2 separate regions of the Arachis hypogaea genome follow, and region 2 is linked to region 1. The links are chromatin contacts, called in public Hi-C maps. All regions are on one chromosome and are shown on one strand. The core of a region is the stretch at or near the end of the contact, and the rest is flanking DNA. Distances in the headings are between cores, read along the strand shown. Region 1 has its middle 17 kb from the start of LOC140178311. Region 2 holds the start of LOC112743596 (protein OCTOPUS-like).

The links. Hi-C and Micro-C count contacts between places; a contact is called where the count stands out from the background.
Region 2: a Hi-C map of an unstated tissue shows a contact between it and region 1, with 4 times the contacts expected there. The contact joins the promoter of LOC112743596 here to the enhancer-like site in region 1. A contact is called at or near these places in 5 of 8 Hi-C or Micro-C datasets (leaf and an unstated tissue).

What each region holds. Positions count from the first base shown.
Region 1 is chr14:102,053,672-102,059,234 of arahy.Tifrunner.gnm2.J5K5, reverse strand. No RefSeq gene overlaps it. Among protein-coding and RNA genes, the nearest start is that of LOC140178311, 17 kb to the left of the region's middle. Within about 2 kb of position 2,989, at least 2 of the 3 cell types and tissues checked have open chromatin away from gene starts, as enhancers often do.
Region 2 is chr14:102,156,012-102,161,574 of arahy.Tifrunner.gnm2.J5K5, reverse strand. LOC112743596 (protein OCTOPUS-like) reads right to left here and starts at 2,370. Exons shown (of 1, transcript XM_025792876.3): 1 at 1-2,370. The coding sequence starts at 2,352.

The DNA.
Region 1 (5,563 bases), core at 1,740-4,239:
AAAACTCTAGAGTTTTGGTCCCTAACTTACCAAAATTATCTTGCAGCCCTTACTCTATCAAAGAGTTTCTATTCAGCCTAAAATAAGAATTTAATATATTTTTGTTGAGAAAAATAAAAAAAGCATAAAAGTCAAACTCTCTCAATCATGTTTAAATATACAGATATGTTTTCGATTTTATATATCTTTTTTAATCATTTAACATAGATGATGTTAGAGGTTAAGAAATCCAAGAATTCCAACTGTCCAATGTTATTAATGGTGTATTTGTGAATGACAAACTTGTGTCTCACTTGGATGGAGAAAGAAGTGACTTGTCAGATTTCGCAGCAAATTGACATTGAATCTTGATGCACAATGCTTGAAACACATTGAATTGCACTATTATTCTTACAAAGTTTTAAATATCCATGGCTAAGAAATTTAACCTTGTGATTCTAGATTCAACATCTTATCTTGCAAGTTTGCCTCCATTATCGAACAAATCAACAAGATTCAATTAACATGAATCGACTTTTTTATTTAGATAAATATTTATAAAAAACTTTAATTGCCGGTATGAAAGTAGTATGTAAATGCGCAGGACCAATTCGTTGAACGCCCATGCAAAATATATTTGAACTCCACCCTATTCGACCCGCACGAGAACCCTACCCGTACCCTACTCTACCTGATCCACGCGAGAACTCTACCTGCAACCTACCATATTCGCTGCGGATCGAGTTGGCAACCCTACCCGATCGGATGGGGGTTGGGTTGGGTACCCGCGGGTAGGATACATGTTGCCACCCCTATCCGTCACAAGTAATTCCGTAAATATCCGCGGGTGCAAATATTTTTTCCATCCCTAAAAAGGAATTTGGGATCTTTATGTGTTTAATAGTTTTGGTGGTTGTTGTTGGTTCATCTTTTGCTTATTTGTTCTTTGTTTTATGATTTTTGAGGTAAAAGATTTTTCTTTCTTTATCGTATGAGTTGTGCTCATAACATTCTTTTTCGCTGTATATTTATTACTGTGTAAGATGAGAAAGTAAGAAAAGTTGTGAAGTTGAGAGTAGAAGAGGCTTCATGATACGGGATGGTGGTAGTGGAGGAGTAGTAGAAAAGAGAAAAAATGGCTAAGGTGTTGGTAATAGAGTGTTGTTAAAATTTAAATTTTGAAAAAAAAAATGATAGTAGTATTTGAAGTGAGCTTGAAGATAAAAGATGGAGACAATTATTTTAAAAAAAATTTAAAATTTTGATATTTTTATCGTATAAAATTATAGTTGTATTTTCTTATGAGTAGTTTTATTAGCGTTTTAAATATTGGTACATAAAAATAATTATTTTTTTTTTTACAAATTAAAAACTCTAGTTGATAAATTAGTAGTACTAGATATATTGAATTTATAAGAAAACAATTTTTGAAGTGGTCCAGTCCCACAGGCACAATCCAGAAATGTATATTTCCTTAAACTTTGGTCCTGTTTGTGGGTTGGCTATTCATTCATGGCTGAATTTGGAGGTTCATCTCAACCTCAAAATCAAAATATATGCAATGCAATAAATAAAACCTCTTTGATTTGATCCCTTTCAGTTGCATATCACGGGTTCTCTCAATTAATGTTTCTCTTCATCAATTCAATTCAATTCTCTCTCCTCACTTTAACACACGCGTGGCCCATTATTTGTCCAATGAATAATATTTGAATGCATGTGAAGGTGAAAGGAGTGAGGACCCTCACTCATACCACCTTTCGCCATCACAAAATACACACATCATCTTATAATTAATCTTCTTGTACTTGTGTATTTTTTTGTACAAAATTTTCATGAAAAATTATATATAACCAGAAAACCCCTTAATTAAATTACTAAATTACTCAGAAATATCTTCAAAATATTCTAAAACATAATAATAATAATTCGAAAAGAACTTCAGAGATTTTCGATGCAATTCTCGATGCAGATTTTACAAACATAATTAAAAAAAGATATTTTTATCTTTATCATTTCGGGTTTTTTATTAGTGGATTTTTTTTTGTGAATTCCTTAAGCGGAAAAAATAAAAAAAATAAAGAGATCAAATTTTAGTTTTATTTTTTATATATATTTTTAAAATAATTATTTAAATATTCTCACAAAATTTTTGACCAAATACACAAACAATTTGTTAAATACAAAATTTACTTGTTATTTATAAAAATATTATTTTTTTTGTTATTTTTATCGCTTTTTATAATATTTTAAAAGTATTTTGTCGTTAACAAATTTAAAGAGTAATCCAATCAATGATTAAATAATTAGAACATACTTTGGTTGATTTACCGTATATTTTTCTTCAAAGTATAAACATTAATAGTTGAACTATATATGGAGATTCATCAGAGCAAATTAGTTATTAGTCTACTATATTAGTTATAATATCTCTAGTTTCTTCTTTCCTTTGAAAAAACAAAGGAGTTTTATGCTTAGTCTTTTATATTGTTGTATTCCACACTTAAATTTTATTTTCAATCGAACCAGTTAGCTTTTCCTTATAAAGTACATTACAGAAGAAAAGGATTAAAACGTCAAGTCCATCTATAAAACATCATAATCAATATCTATTTTATTTATTAACTTATTTTTTGCGATAATTATATATTTTTTGTGACCATTAATTAAAATAGATCTTTACCGATAACTATATTTATAATAACATATATGGAAGTCTTTGTTATTGCAAATCGGCAGAGTTTTAAACAACAACAAATATCTATGTTGGTAGGAGTCAATTATTATTATTATAACTGGTTTAATAGTTAATAATCTCTCATAAATCTCATGAGGCATATACATATTGATGTATCTCTTGATAATAAATGTTTATTTTACTTGAAAACTACTTGTGGTAGTGGAACTGAAGAAAGAAGATTGCTAACGTATGCATAGTGTATAGTGACGATGGAATGAGGCGTAAAGTGTTCCCATGTCCTCTCTCCTACCTACACACCCTTTTCCTTCTTCCCACAAAAACAAATTAAATATATTATTATTAATTTGTGGTTGGTTTTTGTCTCTCTCAAACTGTATATGCATCATGTCACACACAAATGGGGTTTTGATTTGTCTTTCTATGCTTAATCATCTAATAATTTGGTTGGTTCATGATCTGAATAGAATCTTATATAATTTCTCCAATATCCAAAGTGGATATATGCATTTATACATATGCATGTGTTTTCTAATTATTTGGTGGGACATATATTAATAGTAACATATTTTGGGACAAAAATTCTTCCCCTTTAGGTTGTGGCCCCATCTTTTACTTTGTTCTCTTTATTTGCCACTCACTTCCCTATCATGCATCCACTAATAATAAGATACATATATACATCACCCCACATAGTATTTTTTTCTTCCAACATGTAAAGTGTAATTTTTTTCAATAATGGGGTGCATGTTTGTGTTTTCTTGCCTCATTCATATTTGAACTAGCCCCTTTCAAACTTCAATTCATAAACATAAAGTCACATCCCAGGATTTATGCACAAGATATCTTCACAATAATCTGTCTACATGTGCATATTATGAATATAAATAGTATTATAATACCAATCGCCCTACGTGTACACTAAAAATTAATCGCTAAATTAGATTAGTCACCAGCATCAAATACATAGTGAAATATAAAATATATATTAAAATAAATAAAATAATATATATTTATATACAAATATATAATAACTAATTTAATAATTAATTTTTTATATACAGGTACCATTTTTTATATTATAACCTCACACAAAAAATTTCAATTGCACATCGTACATGTCCATGTATGTGTATTGGCTGTTGAAGGATATCATAGCTTATTCCGAATCCTCTTTTATTATTCAGGAATATATAAAAATATTTCCTACAGTGAAAAAGAAAAATTACATACTTTGATTTGTTTAAAATTGATAGTAGAAGTCTTTTTTTTTTTCCTTCTATGATCGAAGCATTTATCTTGAATATAGTAATTAATTTTGAATTCTAAACAGTTGGTTAAGTAAAGATAAACTTTTTCATTTAACCACACTCTAAATTAAAATTGATAGAGACTAGTCTAATATTTAATAAGAAAATCAATGGTAAGTATTAAATAAATGTTAATTAATTTGTTTCTTAGATAGACATAAATTTTTTAATAATGTATCTAGATAAGTAGCATTGTGCTTTAACATATATTCCAATTTTTTAAAACATCTATATTGTCACATGTACTTGTTCAAGCAATAGTTTAATTTTATTAGTTATATAATTAACTTTATAACTCAGATTATGTGCACATAACACAATATTGAATGGAATACAGCCAATTTTTAATTGCAGATGCGAGTTTAAGGAGTAAAATAATACATACACATGAGACAGCAAGATCTTATCTGAATTTGTGAGGGTTATATACCTTAGATTTTGCAGTCTATATATAGAAAAATTGGTGTGCAAATATTTTATTTGTGTGACATGAAAAAGTAGGTGATTAGCACTATTCAAGCATGCAAAGAAAGATTACAGGAAGATAACACTTCGTGATTTGGAGAGACCCAAATTTTTTAATCTTTATTTTCTGTTCTCTAGTAGTGAGCAACTGAAGATTCGGCATTGCAGACTAAATGGTTTTGTGTCCCCTCCTTTTTTTATTTTTTTTTCTTTAAAAAGAAAAATTGGACAGTGAGAATGAGCTTTTCCATGCTTCTTTTAAGATTTTTGTCATTTTCTAATAGGAAAGAACAGAAAATTCTGAGAAGGCTATTTTCTTAAAAAAAAAAAAAAATCATATGTACTACTTTATATTAAAATATAAATATTTACCATTTTACGTAATATTTATCAATTTTGCGTATACTCAATTTTGCATGTAATGCCTGCGAAATAGAAATAAGAAAATATAAATTTTTAATTTCATAAGAAGTACCAACAAAATTAGACTAGCAAAAAAACAGATTATTAACATAAGTTAATTATTTATTTATTCTATACTAACTTTAAAATATAAATATATATTAATAAAAAATATTTTTTGTTTAAATTTAAATAAAATATAAAAAAACTAAAATGAATAAAAAAAAATTTAAAATTTGTGTTTTAGTTCAAATTTCAAAAAATTTGTACTTTTACAAATTTGTAAATTTAAAATAAAACTATAAATAATTTTTAAAAATTTATTAAAAATAATCTTTTGACTCGTTAACATTTAAAAAAATATTACTGCAATTTTTGAAGTTGAAAAGTTAATATAAATTAGCCCTCCAAGATGATATAATAACTCAAACTTAGTTTTTTCGGAGTTAGAAGTAACGCATAACGCCGTCAAAGTTAAGGTTTATTCCACACTTAATTTTACAAATTAAATGATAATTTGATTGATATAACTTTTCAAGTTTAAGTTCTTATACTATTTTAAAGGGTTGTATTTTATATTAATTTTTTAATATTAAAGTCTCAAAAATGATTCTTTAGATACTAATAAGTCAAAAAATAATTTTTAATAAATTTTTAAAAATCGTTTATCATTCTATTTTAAATTCATAAGTTTATAAAAACATAAATT
Region 2 (5,563 bases), core at 1,121-3,620, 100 kb before region 1:
ATTGAATATGCCTCTAACATCCCCGTTCCGCTCACCTCTAAACTCCTGCCATGACTCGGAAAAAGATCGCTCCACACCGTTCCCGCCATTTCCTCTACCATACCTATTCTCCTCATCATCGTCCTTATTACCCCCACCTCCTCGCCGGTTAATCAAGCCCCAAATGTTCCACGCCTTACTCCACCTGAATGACTTCTTAGCCCCTTTCCGCTCCCCATTGATCCCAGCTGCATCTCTAGACCCCAACTCAAAGGTCTCAGAGTGATCATCCCTCAAGGAATTCGAGTTTGAATCCCTGTCCCTCAAGTCCCTATCAGGGAACACGGCCTTCGGCCCATGATGCGACAAATCAACACCACCACCGATACCGATACCAATACCAATACCAACACCACCTCCCACTCCACCAATGCCAACGGCAGGAGTTACCTTGGCATTTGCAACCGGAATTGCACCAGAAACAGGCTTCAACTCATCCATCTCAGCCACAACCGCAGCTGCAGTCTTCCTAATTGAACTAGACCTATCAAGGCTCTTCCTCCTCCGGGAGGAACTATCAGAATAATACTCCCTAGTCTGCAAAGTGCCACCGGGGACCTTAGCCTGATCAGCATTCTCAATGATAGCATTCATCATAACATTCACAGGCTCCTCCACAGGAATCTGAGTATCAGTCCTCAGGACCTGATGAACAGGAGCATCCTCCACCACAGACAACATTGAAGGCATCCTCGGAGGAGGAAATGTCCTCCCTATGAGGTACCCATCCCACGACGCCCTCGGCTCATCGAAAGAATACCTCGGGTCGTCCAATGACACCCTACCGGCCTCAAATGACATCCGTCCAATGTCCAGCGAGAACCGCGGATCGGTGTCACAGGACCGCCTGCCGAACCCATAGTCAGCGATCTCCGACTGCGTCTCACGGAATTGCCTGCCAATGGGCTTCTCCACAGGCAGCAGCGTGGTGCCGGAGCCCAGGGCACCATTTCGGCAGCGCTGCTTCTTCAGCTTCTGCTTCTGCCTCCATTTCTGCAGCTTCTTGCTGAACACTGAGGCTGCAGACCAGAAGCTACCCTTGAAATCGCGGCCGGAACTCTTCTTAGCGTTCGAATCCAGGTCGATATGTTCCTTCATCGGCTTCAGCAATTCCTCTTCCGGAACAACCACAATTTCCGGTTCTGGTTGGAGTTCAGGTTCTTCTTCCACGATTTCTGTAACTGCAACCCTCTCTTCTGTCACAATGTTGGGAACTACCGCATTTGTAGGTCCTTCTAGAACCCTAATTTCGTCTTCGTTTTGATCATTTTCTTCTTCTTGCTCTTGAATCTCTTCCTCCAGAACAGAAGCGCTCTCTGATTCTGATTCTGATTCTTCTTCTAAGGTGACCGGAGCTTGAACTATAGTGGAAGAGGAAGCGAGGTTTCTGGTTTCAACCTCGACGGAGGGTTCTTTTTTGGGGATTTTGCGCTCGTCGTCTTGGTTGAAGAGAGAGAATAGAGTGCTGCGAACCCTAACGTCACAAGATCTTCTCTGAGGCTCAAATGCGCCGGAGAAGAAGCCCTCGTTGTTCTTCGAGGCGGAGAAGGATTTTGTACGGCGGAGCTCAGGGAAGAACGAGGAGGACGAGGATGAGGTCGGCGGCGGGCGGTTTCCGCGGTTGCTGCCGGATGCGGACGGGCGGAAGATGGCTCTAAGGGCGGCGGCGGCGGTGGAGGAAGAGGTGGACCTGCGGGGGCCGGAGGAGGAGGAGCTGGCGGCGGTGCCGTTGGGATCGAGCACGGCGAGGCGCTCGCAGAGGCATGAGGGGCAGAATCCGGTGAACTGCTCCTGTGGGTGGCGATCGCAAGATGTGGAAGGACGGTGAGGCTGCAGAAGTTGCGGCGGTTGTTGCTGGTGCAGCGGCGGTGCCGGAGGTAACGGCGGCGGAAACAATGCTTGCTGCTGGTGATGCTGAAGCTGGTGCAGTTGCTGGTTGGGTTGTAGTGAGGGGTTGGATTGGGTTGTGGGATTCATACCCGGAAATGGTGGTGTGTGAAGTTGGCGGTTAAAAATGTGGTCATGTTCCGGTGGGAGTAACGAGTGAAAGAGAAGGGGGGGGGGGGAGAGAGAGAGAGAGAGAGAGAAGAAAGAGAGAAAGAGTGAGGTAGTGAGTGAGTGAGGGAGTGTGTGTGTGTGTGTGTGTTTTGCTTGCTTTGTCTGTGTGTCTGTGTCTTTGACAGAGAAAGGGAAAGGGGAGAAAGGGAAAGATAGAGAGAGAGAGGAGAGAGAAGGCACTGTTTGGTTCCCAACGGACACAGAGAAAGTGAAGAGATACAGATTTTGTGTCAATTTTGTGATTTTGTGAACCATCCAGAAAGCTCAACAAAATACATTAAAAGGGCTTAAAACAGAGCCTATATTACATGGCCATAAATACAACAATTCAATTCTCCGTTTAATATATTAATGTGTACGGACACTAATACAGAATATATATATATATATATATATATATATATATATATATGAATTTTAAATTTTTATAAAATATAATAAAAATACCGTGTATATATAAAATATAAAATATTTTTTAGATAAATTATAATTATATTTTAATATTTTATTGATATTAAAATATAAAATAATTTTTTAATTATTTTAATAAATAATAATATATATTTTATTTTTAAATTTATTGTAAAAATACATGTTAAGAATAAAATTGGACATGTTGATAAGTGATAATATTTAGATATGTCTAAATGTGTCTGATAAAAAAATTTTAATTTTTATTAAGATATGATTAGATACGACAGACACGCATACAGACGAATATCGTATTTAAAATGTGTCTGAGACAATTCAACAGAATGTCTATATTTTATAAATAGTACCGTAATAATATTGCTATTTTTAATGTCATTTTGAGTATTATTTTTTAAATGTATATTTGTATTAATTTATAAAAAATACAATATTCAATAATATCAATTTATTATTTTTCATTAATACTGTAATAGTACATTATACTATTTTATTTTAATGTTATTTTATATATAATTTTTTTAATATATATCTATATCTATATCATCACTTTGTAAAAAAATAAGTGATATTATCTGATAATATTTTTTTTTTAGTAGTAAATAGTAACATCAGTTTATTATTTCTTATTACATATTGTGATAGCATGTTGTTGTTGTTGTTGTGTTAAAAAACAATTGTTGACCTCAGTGGAAAATTTTTACTCCTCGAATATATTAATTAACGATATACTTTCACACTTTTAGACAAATTTAAAATATGATTAAAATTCTTCAATGAAGTTTTGCTCGGAGTTGAACCAACTACCAATTTCCCTGCTATTGAGACATAAAATTGTGATGAAATATAGAAAAAAATTATTATGTTTTAAAATATTAAATTAATGTATTGTGTCCTATTTAATAAAAAAATGTAGAAATATTAAATAAAATATATTTTATTTTTTATTATTATTATCAAATTTTTATAATTATATTTTTTATTATTTTATTTTGTGTGAACAAAAAACAAAAGTTAATTAGATTATTTATGATTTGTTATATCTTATATTCAGTTCATTCCTAAACAAAATATAAAAATACTAATTTTTATGTCATTGTCTTTTGTATCCTGTTTTTAATATCTTATCTTGTCTTGTTCTCAAAATTAAACACAACTTTAGGAATGAAAATAGATCAGGTCTTTGAAAGACCTGTAACTTAGCTTGCATTCGACTTGGTCTAGCCTGAGCTGTCATAAAATAGTTTTAGGTTTTGACCGATCTAAAAATCTAATTTTATTAATAGGCTAAGTCTAGACTCACAGAATAGTTTATAAGACTTCTCAAACCTATCTAAATCTGTTAAAATATAAATAATTTTTTATAATTAAAAAGCTACTAAAATTTTTAAATTTATTATATTTTATTATAAATATTTTTTATATTTTAAAAATTTAAATATTATTATAAATATTAAATTTAGTATATTGTATATATAAATTTTTAAAAGAAAAGTAAGTTTTTTAAATATTTTTATTTTTTATTTTGGTAAAAATTATATATTAGATTTTTTATCAACTTTGAGATTAGGCCAAGCTCAACATCAGTGCAGACTTAGTACTTAAAAGGTTTAATTATTTTGTAGGTCCTTATAGTTTTATCGAATTTTTAATTAGGTTTTTATACTTTTTTTTCTTTTCAATTAGGTCTCTATACCATATCAAATTTTGTAATTAAGTTTTTTTTGTGACAAATATTAGAATTAATAAAATATTTTATTAAACAAAATGAATATGCCTAATACTTGAATAAATATTTTATTTTATTTAACAAAATATTCAATTAATTCTAATATTTTTGTAATGGTAGAGATTTAATTACAAAATTTAATATGATATAAAAATTCAATTAAAAATATAAAAACTTAATTAAAATTTTAATAAAACTATAAGAATCAGTAAAATAATTAAACATACTATAAAAAAAGGTCCATAATAAACTATATGTCTAACTTAAATACATTACAAAACTAACCTGATAAGGGTGAAGCTTACCCTATCCTATTTTTATCCCTACTCTTTGTTGTGAGTTTGATATTCTCTCTTTCTAGTAATTGTTTAAGCTTTTTTCCTTAGTGAAGTTTTCTTGAGCTTTTTTATTTAAATAAATAATACATTAATTCCCAAAATACGCAGGGGAAGAAAGCTTGATGAAAATGTGCATGGCCATTTCAGGTGAAGCACCCGCAAAATTGAAAAAGGTGTCAATTCAAGGGCAGCGGCCGCAAAATGGGTCTGACATGGCAGACTGAAGGATTGATCACCCAATCCAATGCTGGCGACCACGAATTGGATGACGTCGTGAATGGGCGCTTGTGAAGTGGCCCAAATCAGATGCAGCAGCAGCGAAATGGAGCAACTCATTGGCGGCGAACACGAATTGGGCATACTGTAGCTGGCGACCACGAAATGGCGACCCGTCATTCAAAGATGCAAATTTTAGTGAACACCAGTCTCCATACGAGCATGCACTAGTTAAGCTAGGTGGCCATGGACAGAGGTGTAGGGGGTTGGTTGAATATAAAAGGGGAGAAGGAGGAGGGGACCAAGTCGAACATGCAGTAGAAGGGAAAGAGAGTTTAAAAAATTGGGTGGTGGGAAAAACAAATTGTGCTGCGGTGAAAAATATTGTATTGTGGTTTGAAAAAAAATTAAAATGAGTAGCAGTGGAAGTAACGTGGAAGAAAATCTTAATAAGTTGGATGAAATTCATATTGTCGCACATTTGCTTCACAATGTTAGTTTTAGTGATTATGTTTAGTGAATTATATTATTAGTATTCTTGTTAGAACTAATTTTGTTGTTATTTAATCTTGGTAAGAGTATTTTTAATTATATTTTTCATGTTTTTTTATTGTAGCCCACCTGTGTTCTTACTCTGCATGGCACACTTGTTAATGTTTTCACGTTAGATCCGGCGAATCCAAGCATGGAAATTAGGCAGCAGAGGCTTGAGCCTTATCTAAGACGATCAGGATTTTATTATACTTCTTTAATA